2 separate regions of the Oryza sativa genome follow, and region 2 is linked to region 1. A link is a contact called in public ChIA-PET data. All regions are on one chromosome and are shown on one strand. The core of a region is the stretch at or near the end of the contact, and the rest is flanking DNA. Distances in the headings are between cores, read along the strand shown. Region 1 holds the start of LOC4342988 (glucose-6-phosphate 1-dehydrogenase 2, chloroplastic). Region 2 holds the start of LOC4342993 (protein ROOT INITIATION DEFECTIVE 3).

Region 1 (7,248 bases), core at 1,642-4,141:
ATGTAAGTCATTCTAGCATTTCCCACATTCATATTGATGTTAATGAATCAATATAGATATATATGTCTAGATTCATTAACATCAATATGAATGTGAGAAATGGTAGAATGACTTACATTGTGAAACGGAGGGAGTAAGCTACACTATTATGCACAGATGCTTTTCCGCAGCAACTTAAAGAATAAGCACAAGAAAGCAATTTCTGCTTTTCAGAAGTGGAGAGTAACCCACAAATGCTTTTCTGATTTAGATGCTAGCTAAGTGGATCCTGTTTTGCAATGTTTCTCTCTGCATTCAATGTGTCAAAAATTTGCTGGTGCTTTCTCAATGGACTAGTGTATTTACAGTCTAGGGATAATACATCTTTAGATATTAATGCTCATTAAAAAAAGTAGTAAGATTATGTAACTGAAAAGCAGGATCTATGAAGAATTTATCCAAACAAAAATAAATAATGTTACCATATGATTTTTTTTCTTAGAAGCACGATTAATGACTCATTCTTGTTTTAACATGAAGTGCATATACAAACCTCATGTTGTTTCAGCTTCTTGTCAAGGTCCATGAAATGCTCCTCTGAATCATATTGGCCTGAATGATAGAAGCATCTCTTTAAAAACTCTTCCATCTTCTCATTACAGTTTTCCCTGGAAAGAAAGAATAGTTTCAAGCATCACTGATGAAAATGTATGCACAAAGGCTCCATTTACCTAAGGATGTTAAGAATTATGGTTAATAAGTCCAGCCTAGTTAAGCACCTTTTATCTATTCTGCATGTCAGTGTTTTGCTGACCATGTTTCTCAATTCAGCATCTGTCATCTTGCTGCGTGCATATCCGAAGATAGTGAAATGCTAAGAAAGAAAAATACTCTCCCTTAGATTTAACAAGAGTAGCTGAAATGATATCATAAGTTTGGAGCATATTTACACAAACCTTTGGAAGACAATCTTCATAGTATAGAGCAAAAAGTGCAGGAAATATCTTCTTCTTGGCAAGGTCACCAGATGCTCCGACTACAGTGATACTAACAGTGGAGTCATCATTTTCTGATAGAGGGCTCAAGTCTTCAAAATCATCTAAAATGATTTCTGAAGGTGAGCCATTTTCCACCTTTGATTGGGAAGCACTTCTGGCAGCCTTCTCCAGACCAGCATCCTTGGCACCTTGCACTATTGATAGGTATAAGATAAGTAAAGAGTGACTATGTGATAGCTATTTGACGAACTTCATCACATGAAATACCCACTATGTGCTGGAAGTTTCAGATGAATTTTCACGTGCAGTATTAATGTTCATGCATGAGCTTTGCTTGAACGGTACTGTAGCAGAACAGTTTCAGCCTTAAGATAAGATCGCACAATTATCACCCCCCATTAATTTAGGGATTAATAAGGATCAAATCATCATATCTGTAGGATGGGATTGTATCTACATTCGTTAAACAAGCAAAAGAGGAATAAACATAGTCCTTAAAGTCCTTCTATTCTAAATATGTTCCTCCCAGACTGATGCTCTCCTTCACCTAGTGCAGTTCTACTTCAAGTCACCTTACAGTAATCTAACATTCATCCAACTGCTGCTTCACAAATCACAACCCATAGCATGCAGAAAGGGTTACGATCCCCAGAAGATCACTGACTTCAAAATACAACTACCTAGGGTTCTCAACCTTCAATGGCAATTCTTCAAGGAGAGATGAGCCGAGCAGTGGCGGTGGAGTTGTGAATATATAAACCTTTTTTTTCTGAATGAACAATGATGTCATCTTGTTAAAAAAAACGAGTAAATTTCAGAAAACTGCAACTATAGTGATAAAACTATCAGTATGCTACAACGTTAACGACCTATTTCAGTTTGCTGCAACAATGGCGTGGTAAATTATCACAAAACTGCAACTTTTACATGGCCCAAGCTTACTATTGTCACCTACATGTCCTGTAGTAGCATACCACATAAAAGTAGCAGTTTTCCCACTGAAATATATTGCTAATGTTGCAGCAAACTGATAGTTTTGTCACTATAGTTGCAGTTTTCTGAAATTTATGATGCCACGAGACAGACACTTAAAACATTGCATATATGAATTCAGCAACTAATGCACTATGCTCATAATGTTGTGTTCTGGAAAACATTTCAAGAATTGGTGGAAATAAACCTTAAACATATCAGAAAAAAGGAATTAACTACTTGAAATGGTATCACACAGACCTATCTCATCACATATGGCGTTTCTTTTTACAAGAATTACTGCATGACCACTAGTTACGGCTCTAAAATAAGATAACGGCCGCAATTTGGCAGCAACAAGGCTTGTTTCCGCATAGCCAATTAGCCATTACATTTGCATCTGGCACTGCGAGGAGATGAATATCATCATAGAAACTGATGCGATACGGCGGATAGGATGCGATGCGGCGGATAGGGATACAAGGCAAACGAATCAGCAAGTCAGCCCACGCAGGATGCGAGGAGCAACCCAAAAGGGGGCGGGTGTCCCCTCGATTTTCAAAAACGACAGACGAAGGGTCAAAGGCGGAGACGAGCAAATGAACTAAGAAGCAGGAAGGAAGGGAAAAGGAAAGGGGACCCGACCTCCCGTAGTGGTGACGGCGGCGACGCGCCACCCGAGCGCGGCCGCTCTACGGAGGCCGCATCTGGCGAAGGAGAGCGCCGCCGGCGGAGCCGCCGATGCCAATCCTCGTCGTACGGCGCCGGCGGCCGGGGAGCACCTCATGCAGGAGAGCGCCATGCCTGTATGCCTTCCTCCTGGAGGAAGGAAGAGCGGATGCAAGCCGGCAGGAGGAGGAGGAGGATGGAGGCGAAGGCGAGTGGGGAGGAGGGGAGACGGGTGGATTTTATCGGGGATATCGACGAAAGTCTAGCCGCCAACAGGACAAGAAGAAGAGGGAGGGGGCTCTTGAGATCGCCGAGGGACAAGGCTGGGATTACGTGGAATAACAATAATATTAACCGCGGGACGGGAGCGAGCGTCGTAGTTTGTGGGGTGCGGTGGCTGCTGGGCCGATCGGGGGCGGGGGTCAAAAGCGCACGGTATATTGTGTGGCCTTTTCGCACCGCTGGGCAGCCGCGGTTGGCTTTGCTCGGCTGACCCTGACGAGCTGTGTGCTTGCTCTTGTGGTCGTCGTGGCCATATTAGCACTCTGATGCAGTCGGCTTCCCTCCAGTTCCAGTTGGAATTCAATCGGCACGTGGAGTGGAGATGGAATGATGGATGATGAATATTGATGATGATGATGGGTGTTGGCCTCTTGGTTTCGCTAGACTAATTGTTGGGTCTGCCACCGTGACTGCCGTCGAGCTGCCAAATTGCTATCAACGTTTCTGTTAGTTTGTTGTTTTTTCTTTCTTACAAGTTTTTAGTTCGATAACCTCGGAAAAAAAAGTGAGAGCCCGGAACAGTGGATTCTGAAAAAAAAATTATGAAAACCAACTAGAATTTTTCTATAGTCCAGTAGTTTGTTTTCAAGGAATGATTATAACTCCGTATGATTCCCTCCCCCACGTCATTCCTAGGGCAGGGGCGACCCCTCCACCCCCGCCTCTACGCTACCTCCTCCTCCTCCCGCCTCACCACTGCTCGAGTAGCGGCCAAAAACCGTGTAGCTGTAAGGACCCGATTTTTTTATTCTTAATAATTAATAATCCTTGAATTAAATATTTAATAAATCATATGTTGATTTTACAAAAGTAGGATGGACGTTGCGTCCAGATGTGGACATACTTGTCAATAGCGTCCGCCTGTGGACGCTGTTCCAAACGGCGTCCAATCTGATACTCTGCTGACTACTGTTCCACTGTTCTAGTATGAAAGGGAAGTAAACAGCGATAAAAATAAAATTGATCTTATCCGGCGTTCCCGCCCGCAATCTCTTTGCGCAGCAGGCAATCGGACCCAATGTCGTGGCGGGGTTAGGTCGAGGTGCCGCTGCCACCGCCCTCCTCGATCTGGGAGGCTGCAGACGCCCTCCACCTCATCTCCCAGGAGGCGGCCACCGTCTGTGGTCCTCCTCCCCGACTGTTGCGACTTATGTCCATCCCGACGCTGTAGCAGTTCGTTTTCACGCTGTCCATCCTGACGCTGTAGCAGTTCGTCTTCACGCTTTGAGGTTGTTGCCGCCGTCTGTTGGCCGAGCCCGCTGTCCCTCACCAAGTCACCATGGCGGTTCCCATTTGTTTCTTTTTCTGCCAGTGTCCTTTTCTAATCCGACTCCTTCAGTTTATTTTTTTTTTACTGAAGCTTCCATTACTGAGTAGTTCAGATTCATAGGCGCTAAGTTTATGTAGGGGTAATTTCAATTAACAGTTAACATTACCGCCCATAAAATTCATGAATAACAGCTGCATCGAATCATTGATGGATCTCGCTGTCCATCTCTTGTTTTGTTATTAGTCGGGAGTAGTAAGCAATTTTTACAACTACTACTGCAAAACTGGGCCATGATAAATAAATTTTAGATGCTACTCAAAACGACACTCTCCAAATATAATGTAATCCTCACATGAAGAATCTTGGTAGCCGTTTAAGAAAAAAGTTCAGGATGTGGACGCCGTTCCAAACAACGTCCCAACCTAGACGTGGAGCGCAACAGCATCCAAGCCTGGACGCTACAACCAATAGCGTCCTTCTTATTTTGATAAATCCCAGCTTCCAATTACTGATTATTTAATTTAGATATAATTAATTATTACAAATAAAAAATTGGTGTAAGGACAGCGGCGGTGGGGCCTTCCCCCTTCTCCATGGAGGCCTCGGAGGTTGGAGCCCACGACCAATCCCAGGGCGGCGACGGCTACGATGGTGGTGGGCTGGAGCTAGCGTGCCCTCGCCGAGCTCTAGCCATCGGCGGCAAGGCGAGGGTGCCTAGCGCAGATCTGGCGAGGAGGGGCGATCGCGATGACCCTGGTGGCGGGCTAGACCTAACGCCGGAGAATGAGGTTAGTTGCCACAGATTCAGGCCTCCATGCTATCGCCGCCTAGGACTGTGTGTAGAGAAGCCTGGTAGGGCGACGACGGCGACTCCCGTGGAGCCAAAGGGAAGGATGCAGATGGATCTGGCGCCTCTCTGCCAGATCCGGCCGAAGAGCGGCCACGCGGGTCGGTGGGGCAGCGCGAAGATGGTGTGGTGGCTTGGTGGGGCGCGGCTTTCGAGTCCTACAATGACGACTCGGTGTCCAACGACATCGAAAATGAGTGTGGCCAACGACATTGATGACAAGGAGGGACACCCTCACACGGGGTGCCTAGTGGCTAGTTGCCTTGCAACAAGGCTGTTAATGGCATGGATCATAGGTGGTGGTGTCGTGTAGAGGTGAGAGGCTGGCTGCGGGAGCGTTGATGTTGCGGAGGTTCCGGCGGAGGGGCGTTGGCACAATGGCTGTAGAAGTCGGAGGCCCCAAAGGGCCTTCCCCACAATCGAAGGAAGTGTAGTGGAGTTCACGTGTTGGCGAAGGTTGTTTGGTGGGGAGTGCTAGGGTTGCGGCATTGGGGAGGGATGGGAGGCTCCGAACAGCTAGGAGGTCATCTTTCTTGTTGGCAATAACTGTGCCTTTGGGCGTCACATCCCCCCTTGGGGGCTTTGTCGTGAAACCTCCCTTCTTCCTCTCCCTAGCAGGACGCTCCTGTTGAAAACCAGGTCCAATCCCTTGGACGGGTGGTGGTGGCGCTCCTAGCATCGTGACCTCCCTAGAGGCGTTGTCTAGGAGGTCATGTTTCTATCTCTTCTCAGCTTCATTTTGTTAGACGTTCGGTGACCCTCTTGGAAGTCACCTTCAGGGTTGCGCGAGGGACGAGTGGATCTTCTTTTATCTCACCCTGCCCCTCGTCGATCCATTTCTATGGGGACGATTGGAAGTTCGTTGTTGGTTAGTATCTTGGAGTTGAGGCAGGGAACGGCACCTATGCCCCATTTTAGAGTTGCGGTGACTGACCACACATAGCGGTGGTCGGCTCGGTGTCAGTTCCTTTCCTCAAGTTGGTGGTTGAGGGTCTGTTGACGAGAAATCCGCACTCGGACGACAGTGTTGGGTCTATGTTGGCGCGAACTAAGTTGACGAACACAACGGCCTAGAAGATCTGCTTAGCACCAGTGCAGGTCCAAAAGGTCGATGAGATGCGGGCGTGCCATTCAGTTTGATCCTGCAACTGACAAGATATACAAATAGCATATCAATGACCCGATCGGCTGACAAGCCGATGGAGTAATTCCAACCGATGCCGATACCAGTCGATAGCAATAGGATTTTGAGCTATCGGCTATATGGTTTATGTATAATCTGACACTTGATGTAAATAAAGACAATCGGCTGATGATAATGTAACAAAACAACAATATAATCCAGTAGAAACCCATTGGCTAACAATATGATAGAATAAGCACTGACCTAAAGGTTAAAACATACATCGGCTGAAAGTCCGATGTCATTAAATCCAAATGATTAGATAAACAATGAAACTTTGTTGCGATCGGCTAAATCCAACTGGTATGTAATCCTTATAAGCCGATACAACGTCCAAATAACTCATCGGCTGAAACTCTGATGAAACCCTTATTGGCAATCAAAAGGCAGGCTAGAGATTATGGCTCTAAGCGCGACTAGGGCTGATGCGGCCCAAAGTATGAAAAGAAACATAATATCTAGACAATCAAGCCCTTGACTGATTTTTAGGGTGGTCGATACCTTATCTAATCTAATCTGGTAAAGCAATTTAGCCGGTACCGGCATAAACCATAAAACGAATCTTAGTCGATACAAATAAATTGAACTAACAAACTAAATTAGCTAAGATATATGATAGATAGTGTCGAAGCCCTAGCCCCGCTGATGCAAACAGCCATGACAAGTATAAACTCGTCGAAAAAGTAGAAAAGTAAAAAGGGTGATGATGCGCCAAATTTGTATTGATCGTGGAGATAGTTTACAATGACCCCGGGTGCACATATTTATACCCATGGGTGGATACTAGTCCTTGTCGGACAAGAAAGAAACTTTCCTAAAGATAAAAAGAAAACATAAAGTCCTTATCGGACACTAAACACACTTTTCTAAAATTAAAAGGAATCTAACATACTCTTCCTAATTAATAGAGAAATTGCCATGCCATATCCTCCTTGAACTCGGTCACTTCTGGAAAAACTTCCTTTAGTGGATTAATTTCCTTAACCGAATATAGAAAGAATCCGACTATTGACAACTTGATAATTCTCATCGGCCGATTCTAGGTTTT
Region 2 (7,248 bases), core at 2,105-4,604, 130 kb after region 1:
TGATGCAACAGGGTTTGTTTGATTATCAGTTATGTCTGGATCGTGTGCGATGTTGTTTGGTTAGTTGAATATTAATGCATGTATGCTAGGGATTTTGTTTGGTTGGTTGTATGAATTTGGCAAATTATGCTATAGGACACTCAAAGTTTGTGGCCTTTACTGTGAGACACTCAAAGAACGTATATCTTCCTATGGACACTGCAAAAATATGGTAATTAGCTACTGGACACCCGAGGCATTATTTTATTATTTCCAGTGAAAACGTCGAGAGAAAGAACGTAGAAAGTACCAAAATGCCCCTGGACATTGTTCTTCTTCCTGCTTCAGCTCTCTTTTCTTTCTTCTCCTCTCTTCTATTCTCTTCTTCAACGAGCCTGGGAGGCCGCCAGCGGCAAAGGGTGGAGTGGCGGTGGGTGAGCGCAGCAGAGGAGGTAGACGGTGGGCGGGGGAAGGGGCGGCGCCCCTGAAGCAGCCACACACCCTGTTGCCGGAGAAGGAAAAGGAGCAGGGACAGGAGATCTCCGCTTCTAGCGCCGCCTCCCGCTAGTCCACCTTCCGGTTCTCGACATCAGGCTGCTACACGGCGTGGGCGTCCACGGCAGCGACAGTGAGGGTGCGGGCAGAGAGCGCAACATGGCAGAGCGAGCAGAGGCATGCGCGTACGTGCCCACCCGCGCAGCAGAGAAGCATGGCGTCGATGGCGCCGCACTGTGCGCGGCGTGCCTCATCAGGAGGAAGAGGACAAACCGTCGCGGCCATGGAACCTCCGCACCCGCCGCTCCGCCACCGTGGCGCCCAATGCGTCGAAGCTGCGCCGGGGGGGGGGGGGGGGGGAAGGCGGCTGCGGCGGGAGGAGGACAGACGCTGCACCCGCATGCGTTGTCCCCGGTGATCGCGAGGAACAGGAGCTTCTCCGTTGCGCTCACCAGGGAGGAGATGGTCGTGGACTTCATCGCCATCCGTGGCATGGCGCCGCCTCGCCGGCCCAAGAAGCGCTCGCGCGCCGTGGTGGAGAAAGAGCAGGCAAGGGCAAACTTGTCCTTTTTAAATCTCTCTCCGCGTTTTTATCAAATATAATAAAATAATGTCTCGAGTGTTGAACAGCTAATTACCACATTTTTGCAGTCTGTCGACAAGAAGATACACGTTCTTTGGATATCTCACAGCAAATTGCACAAACTTTGAGTGTCCTGTAGCAAATTTTGCCTATGAATTTTGAGTGCAGTTACCCCTTTGCTTGCATGTTGAGGCTGCTTTCTTTAAAAAGATTAAAAACACAAAGTTGCAATAAAATTTGTATGCCAAAAAAATCATCCTATTTTTGCTTGAAACAAATTACTACTATATACTGTAGCATCTTTACTTCATTATTTTACTGTATGTATACATATATGAATCTATTTATCTGTATGAGCCTATGAAAACAACAAAACGAATAAAGGAATAAACAAAAAAGGAAAGGGAATGGGAAAGTGGCCACAACATCTTGGTGGCCTCTAGTGGAAACGCCGGCTGCTCGGTTTGTATCGACAGTCGCTAGCTCGCTGCCTCAGTTGGATTCGACGGCTGCTGTGTCACTGCCATCAAATCAGCAGCCCAACACCGGATCTGACAGACAAGTGCTAGTGGCCTCCGGCTCCAGGTAGAAGGGGAGAAGATGAGCTTGTTGAGGGTGGAGAAAAGCTCAGCGACGATGAGACGAACTTGGTGACAGAGGACAGCAGCAGAGGCATGTTGGAAGTTGGAGGTCCATCGTCACCCTCGTCATTGAGCCCATGCCTTGCTGCTCGAGCCGCCGCATTGGCCAGATCTGGCACCTGAGCAGTTGGGGCTGCCGTATTCGGCGTGTGCACGGTCGTAGACACCGAATCCAAACGAGAAAAGGAGCGGATGGGCTAGATGACGACGAGAAGAGGAGGGCAACGATGATGCGACTTGGGAGGTGAGGCAAGTCGATGCAAATGGGAGATGGGGTGAGGGATGCGCCCTGCTTGCACTGTCTGCACCCGCACGTGCTCGCTTGCATCCGCGGCCACATGAGCCAGACCTGGCTGAGAAGCGAAAGGTGAAAACCTGCATCTCTTAGGCCTGGCTCTTGGGGCCGAATTGCATCTGCTCATCCTCGATCGCGAGCACACCTAACCAAACAAGATATTCACTGCATCTCTCATGTGTCCGGGCAACCAAACACACCCTGTATGAACTACACGAGTTTCCCAAATATGTATGTTCTTCAGAAAATAGCATAGTTGCATCTCACTGAATGCCAAAATTCAAATGCCCAAACAGAACAGGCATCTCCAACATAACCACCACAGTACGACAAGACTGAATTATTGTACAATAAAGGTTATTTTTTTATGAAAACTAAACTGATGATTAAATAAAATTACTCAATATACCTAAACAACCATGGGTGTATAGGCTGTGGTTAGTTCCCTTCAAACTTCCAACTTTTCCGTCACATCAAATGTTTGAACACATGCATAGAGCATTAAATGTGTACGAAAAAAACCAATTACACAGTTTGCAGGTAAATTACGAGATGAATCTTTTGAGCATAATTACGCCATGATTTGACAATGTGGTGCTACAGTAAACATTTGCTAATGACAGATTAATTAGACTTAATAGATTCATCTCGCAATTTACAGGGAGAATATGTAATTTGTTTTGTTATTAGTCTACGTTTAATACTTCAAATGTGTGTCCGTATACGTCAAAAAAAATTGCCAAAACAACTAAACACGACCATAACCTTCCGAAACAGTACACAAAGTGCACAAAAAGCAGCAATGACAACTGTTTGTTCCCCAAAACTAGCGAGTGTTTTACCATAGAAGAAGAAATCAATAGCAAATGCTCTGACCTCCCAAAAGAATATGTCGCCAGAGATCCCACCGCCGATGAGGTAGCTCCCCTCCGGATCAGCGATGAGCGCGCGTATCGGCTCAACCGGGAAGCTCTTGACGGCCACCTGGGGCTGCAGGGGACCAACAAAGGACATGAAGCTCCGCCTCCGAGATAGGGTTTTGTGAGTTTAAAGGACCGTGGGTTAAGGTCGAGTGATTTACCTTGTCCCAGTGGTAGTAGTGGATGGGTGCTGAGTTGCCGGCGGGGGCCTGGGAGGCGGCGAGGAAGCGGCCGGCGACGACGGTGAGAGCGCGGGGGCGGGAGGCGCAGGTGCGGTGGCGGATGGCCTCGGCGCCCGTGCGGAGGTCCCACGCGGCAACGCCGGCGTCGGTGGAAGAGGCCGCGAGCACCAGCTGCTGCGGCGGCGCCATGGTGTGTTGGAGGGGACGGAAGACAGGGAGCGGCGGACGTGATGGCGCGGCCGCGTGGGAGAAGGCCCTGCAGGGGGAGCGCCTCCAAGGCGACCTACTTAGGGTTAGAGTATAGCTGTCAAATGGGCCGGACCAAGACCCGGCCGGGGCACGGCCGTACTCTAGGACTGGGCTGGCCGGCACGGCTACCACAACCCATGGGCCGGCACGACACGACCCAAGCACGAGACACGGCCCGGCTGACCCATACATTTTATTCTAACCAAAAAAAAAAAAGTCCGTGCGTTGCAACAGATGAAAGTTATTTTAATCTTATTATTGTTATACATTTTAGTTAAGGTGAAATCTATTGTAAGAACTCGTTTGGATATATATTTTTTTAAGAAAATCATGCGCTGCAATTAGGACTCTGATCGTTTCAAGGTAGCATGCAAGTTTTTTTTAAAGAGATTTCTTATGCGATTCCTTCTATATTTTAAAAACTAAACGAACTTAAAAACCGACTCTATATTTTTCTCAGAAAATCATGATCTGCAATTAGGAGTCCGGTCATTTCAAGTTAGCATGCGAGTTTTTTTAAAAGAGGTTTGTTATACGATTCTTTTTATATTTCCAAAAGCGAACGAACTTAAAAACCGACTTAAATACGGAACTGTATTTCCAAAAAGAACAAACTTGAAAACCAACTCATGCACGGATGACGTACCAAAGTACCGGCAAAAATATCTTCAATTTTTATATTTTATTCTTACTAGAAAAAATGCCCGTGCGTTGCAACAGGTGAAGTCTATTTTAATCTTATTATTGTTATATGGTTTAGTTAAGATGAAATTCACTGTGGGAGTTCGCTTGGATATATATATAGAAAATCATGAGCTGCAGTTAAGAGTCAGATCGTCTCAAGTTAGCATGTGAGTTTTTTTAAACAGATTTCTTATATGATTCCTTCTGTATTACCAAAAGTGAGCGATCTTAAAAACCGACTCAAATACGGATATGTATTTTCAAAAGCAAATAAACTTAAAAACCGACTCATACACGGATGACGTACAAAATACCGACAAAAACATCTTCAATTTTTATAATAGTTGAGATAGAGATAGAAAAGAGATATAGATTAAAACCAAAACATAAAATTAAAACCAACTCAAACATAGATGACGAACCGCAGAAATATCTTTAATTTTTATAACCGACTCAAACACGGATGATGGACCGCGGAAACATCTTCAATTTTTATAATAGTACAGACTAGGAAAATGTCCGTGCGTTGCAACGGGTAAAAACGTTTTTGATAGCTATACATTATACTCGTTTGGTTTTGGACCGAAAGCTCATTCATTCATTCCTTTCCAGCCCGATCCCGGTTCGCTACCTCACTACGCTCGGCCTTTCACTCTTCGGGCCAGCCCAAACGTGGAGTTGTAGGTCCAACTCGCACAACCCATTGTCGTCTTCAACCTTCGGAAGATAGTCCCTTCCTCGTACGATGTCGAGCTGATCCTCCCCATTAAATCTAGTCGAATCTTTCTCGATCTTCCAAAATTGGTTTAGGGTTTTTTATCTACTTGATTTCCTCTTTCCTTTTTTTTTATCAAAATCGGACCGCAAAACTCGGATAAAAATGGCGATGGATAGATGGAGATTAAATCCATTCAATTAAAGCCTTGGAAAGGAAGATCAAGCGGAAAATGATGAGGTAGCAGCGGGGAATCGATTTTTCAGTCTGAATCGGCTGAAGATGATCGGATCAAGGACAGCCGATACAGCCGATGGGGTTGATACAGCCGATTCCAGTGGCGATGGCTTTGGGGCTGTTTCTAGAATCTATCAACATGCTTCACAAGGATTGCCACGATGGAGATAAAGCTCTCGGAAAGGCAATTGTATCTATTAATTAGGATATTTTTATAATTTCCTTAGAGATATGTTTGGGCAAAAGTCTGCCGCAAAGAGTTATGGTATCTTAGAATTTGTTAGATATAAGAGTCGTGTCCGGCAAGGACATATTTTGTAATCTCGGGTATAAATAGGACCCGAACCCATGTAATCAATTAACACACGTTCAATAACAATTTCGGCGCATCGCCACCCTGTTTACTTTCGTTCTATTTCGACGAGTTCTTACTTTCGGATTGAGCTGCATCGATTCGATCTTCAACTAGATGTAAACTTATCATGGCGGCTTGCGTTCTCAGGATTAGTGCTTCCATCTTTATGACACTCTAATCATGTTTATGTAATTCGTCGAGTTATCATATACACGTTACAGTCTTTGTTAGTTGCGTTATATAACTTGTTATCGGGTAGTTCTTATTGTCAGGAAGTGACCGATAGTGTTATGTTTGGTTATTAAGTTAGATTATATCGTGTATCCACCATCACTTAGAGGTTTTCATCATCTTGTTTAGATCCCACGATTATCTTTATGCTTAATGCTGCATCAGTTGAGTTCAATCTGTTGAGTTTTACTTATAATTGTGATATCTGGCTTGTTTTATGATTATCGAGAGAGATAGTATCGGGGTTTCAACCGATCTTACTTGATTTAGCTACTTTATATCTCATATGCTTAATTAATATGCTAGATATGCCCTTTATATTAAGATCTTATTGCATTAAGTTATATTAGGCTTCTTGTTTCAATATTCTGTTTGTCTTGATATTTTAATATAGAGTGGTATCGGAGTATTAGCCGATACATGCTAGATCTATTTGATCAGCTATGCTATAAACATCTATATAATCAGTACTTTACTTTATATTTCGACTTAAGTGATTTATACTATCTCGGCATGGCGACCAATTTATCCCAATCATTTAGTTTAAATATGTATTGAAGTAAGGATTATATGTTGTCAATATCTATAGCCGATCGAGTAGATTTAGTCTTATCTTATTTACTCATGACTACCGATCGATTCAAATATGACATCGGCTTGAAGATAAATGATATGTCATCGGCGACTAGTCGATCGGTTATCGTTTATGGATTTAACCGTTGTTTTTCTTGTCTTTCTTTCTTGCTGATTGTAGGATCAAATCAATTGGCACGTTCACGAACCTAAAGGCAAGATTTTGGACCTGCACTGAAGTTAAGTAGATCTTCCAGGCCAGTGTGTGTTTTTCACATCAACACGCTTTTGGCACGCCCAGTGGGACCGAGTTGCGACAACTTTTTCTCATGGCAGAAAAACAATCACCGGCATCGACAGGCAAGGCTCCAAACCCTCCATGGTCCAAGCCTCCAAATCCTCCGGGGACCAAGCATCCAAAACCTCCAAGGACTACTCAACCATCATCTGAAGTCGAGACTGCGAACATTGTCCCATATAGATAAGTTATCACCAGAACAGAAGAAGCAGTTTGAGCAAGTGATGAAGAGCGCTCAGGAGCAATTCATGAACTCATTCAATGAAATCCGCCAGGGAACAGTCATTCAGAAGTATAAGGTGAAGGTGGTTGCTGCCGATGAACCTGGAACAAGCTCATCCCAAGGTGATAACACCAAGGGGACAAAAAGTGCTGCGGATGGCTCAGGTAATAAAGGTGAGGGACTTCAAGATGGTACAGTCGAGGATGTTGATGAAGATGATGATGAGGAGCAAGAGGAGCCTTTGAGGTGCAACAATTTCCAAGACCAGGTTGACTATGCTGTTCAACATGCCTTGATCAACCAATCAGGGGTGCTTGTCAATACTTTAACAAATATGATTAAATCTGTGGTTGATGGCACGATAGCTGAGCATCAAAACACTTGGCCAGTCTTTCTACCAGGTGGCGTCTTCCCACCATACAGGAATTTGGTGACAGGCAACCAGCAACATACTACCAATGCACCATCGGTTTAGCCGATGGCAGCGGTTTCGTCTCCAGCACCAGTTGCACCATTCTCAGCACAAAGGCAGGTGGTTAATCCTCAAGTCTTGACCGGGAAGCAACCACAACATGTTGGCAGAACGCC

The links. ChIA-PET counts read pairs in DNA pulled down with a chosen protein or histone mark.
Region 2: a contact with region 1 is called in an H3K27ac ChIA-PET map of leaf, with 9 times the contacts expected there. The contact joins the promoter of LOC4342993 here to the promoter of LOC4342988 in region 1. A contact is called at or near these places in 1 of 15 Hi-C or Micro-C datasets (leaf) and 1 of 4 datasets of contacts at active chromatin or transcription factors (leaf).

Annotation. Positions count from the first base shown.
Region 1 is chr7:12,702,076-12,709,323 of ASM3414082v1, forward strand. It overlaps LOC4342988 (glucose-6-phosphate 1-dehydrogenase 2, chloroplastic), which reads right to left and starts at 2,892. Exons shown (of 10, transcript XM_015791602.3): 1 at 2,595-2,892; 2 at 936-1,171; 3 at 759-853; 4 at 533-647. The coding sequence starts at 2,751.
Region 2 is chr7:12,835,873-12,843,120 of ASM3414082v1, forward strand. It overlaps LOC4342993 (protein ROOT INITIATION DEFECTIVE 3), which reads right to left and starts at 3,355. Exons shown (of 9, transcript XM_015792263.3): 1 at 3,075-3,355; 2 at 2,870-2,983. The coding sequence starts at 3,284.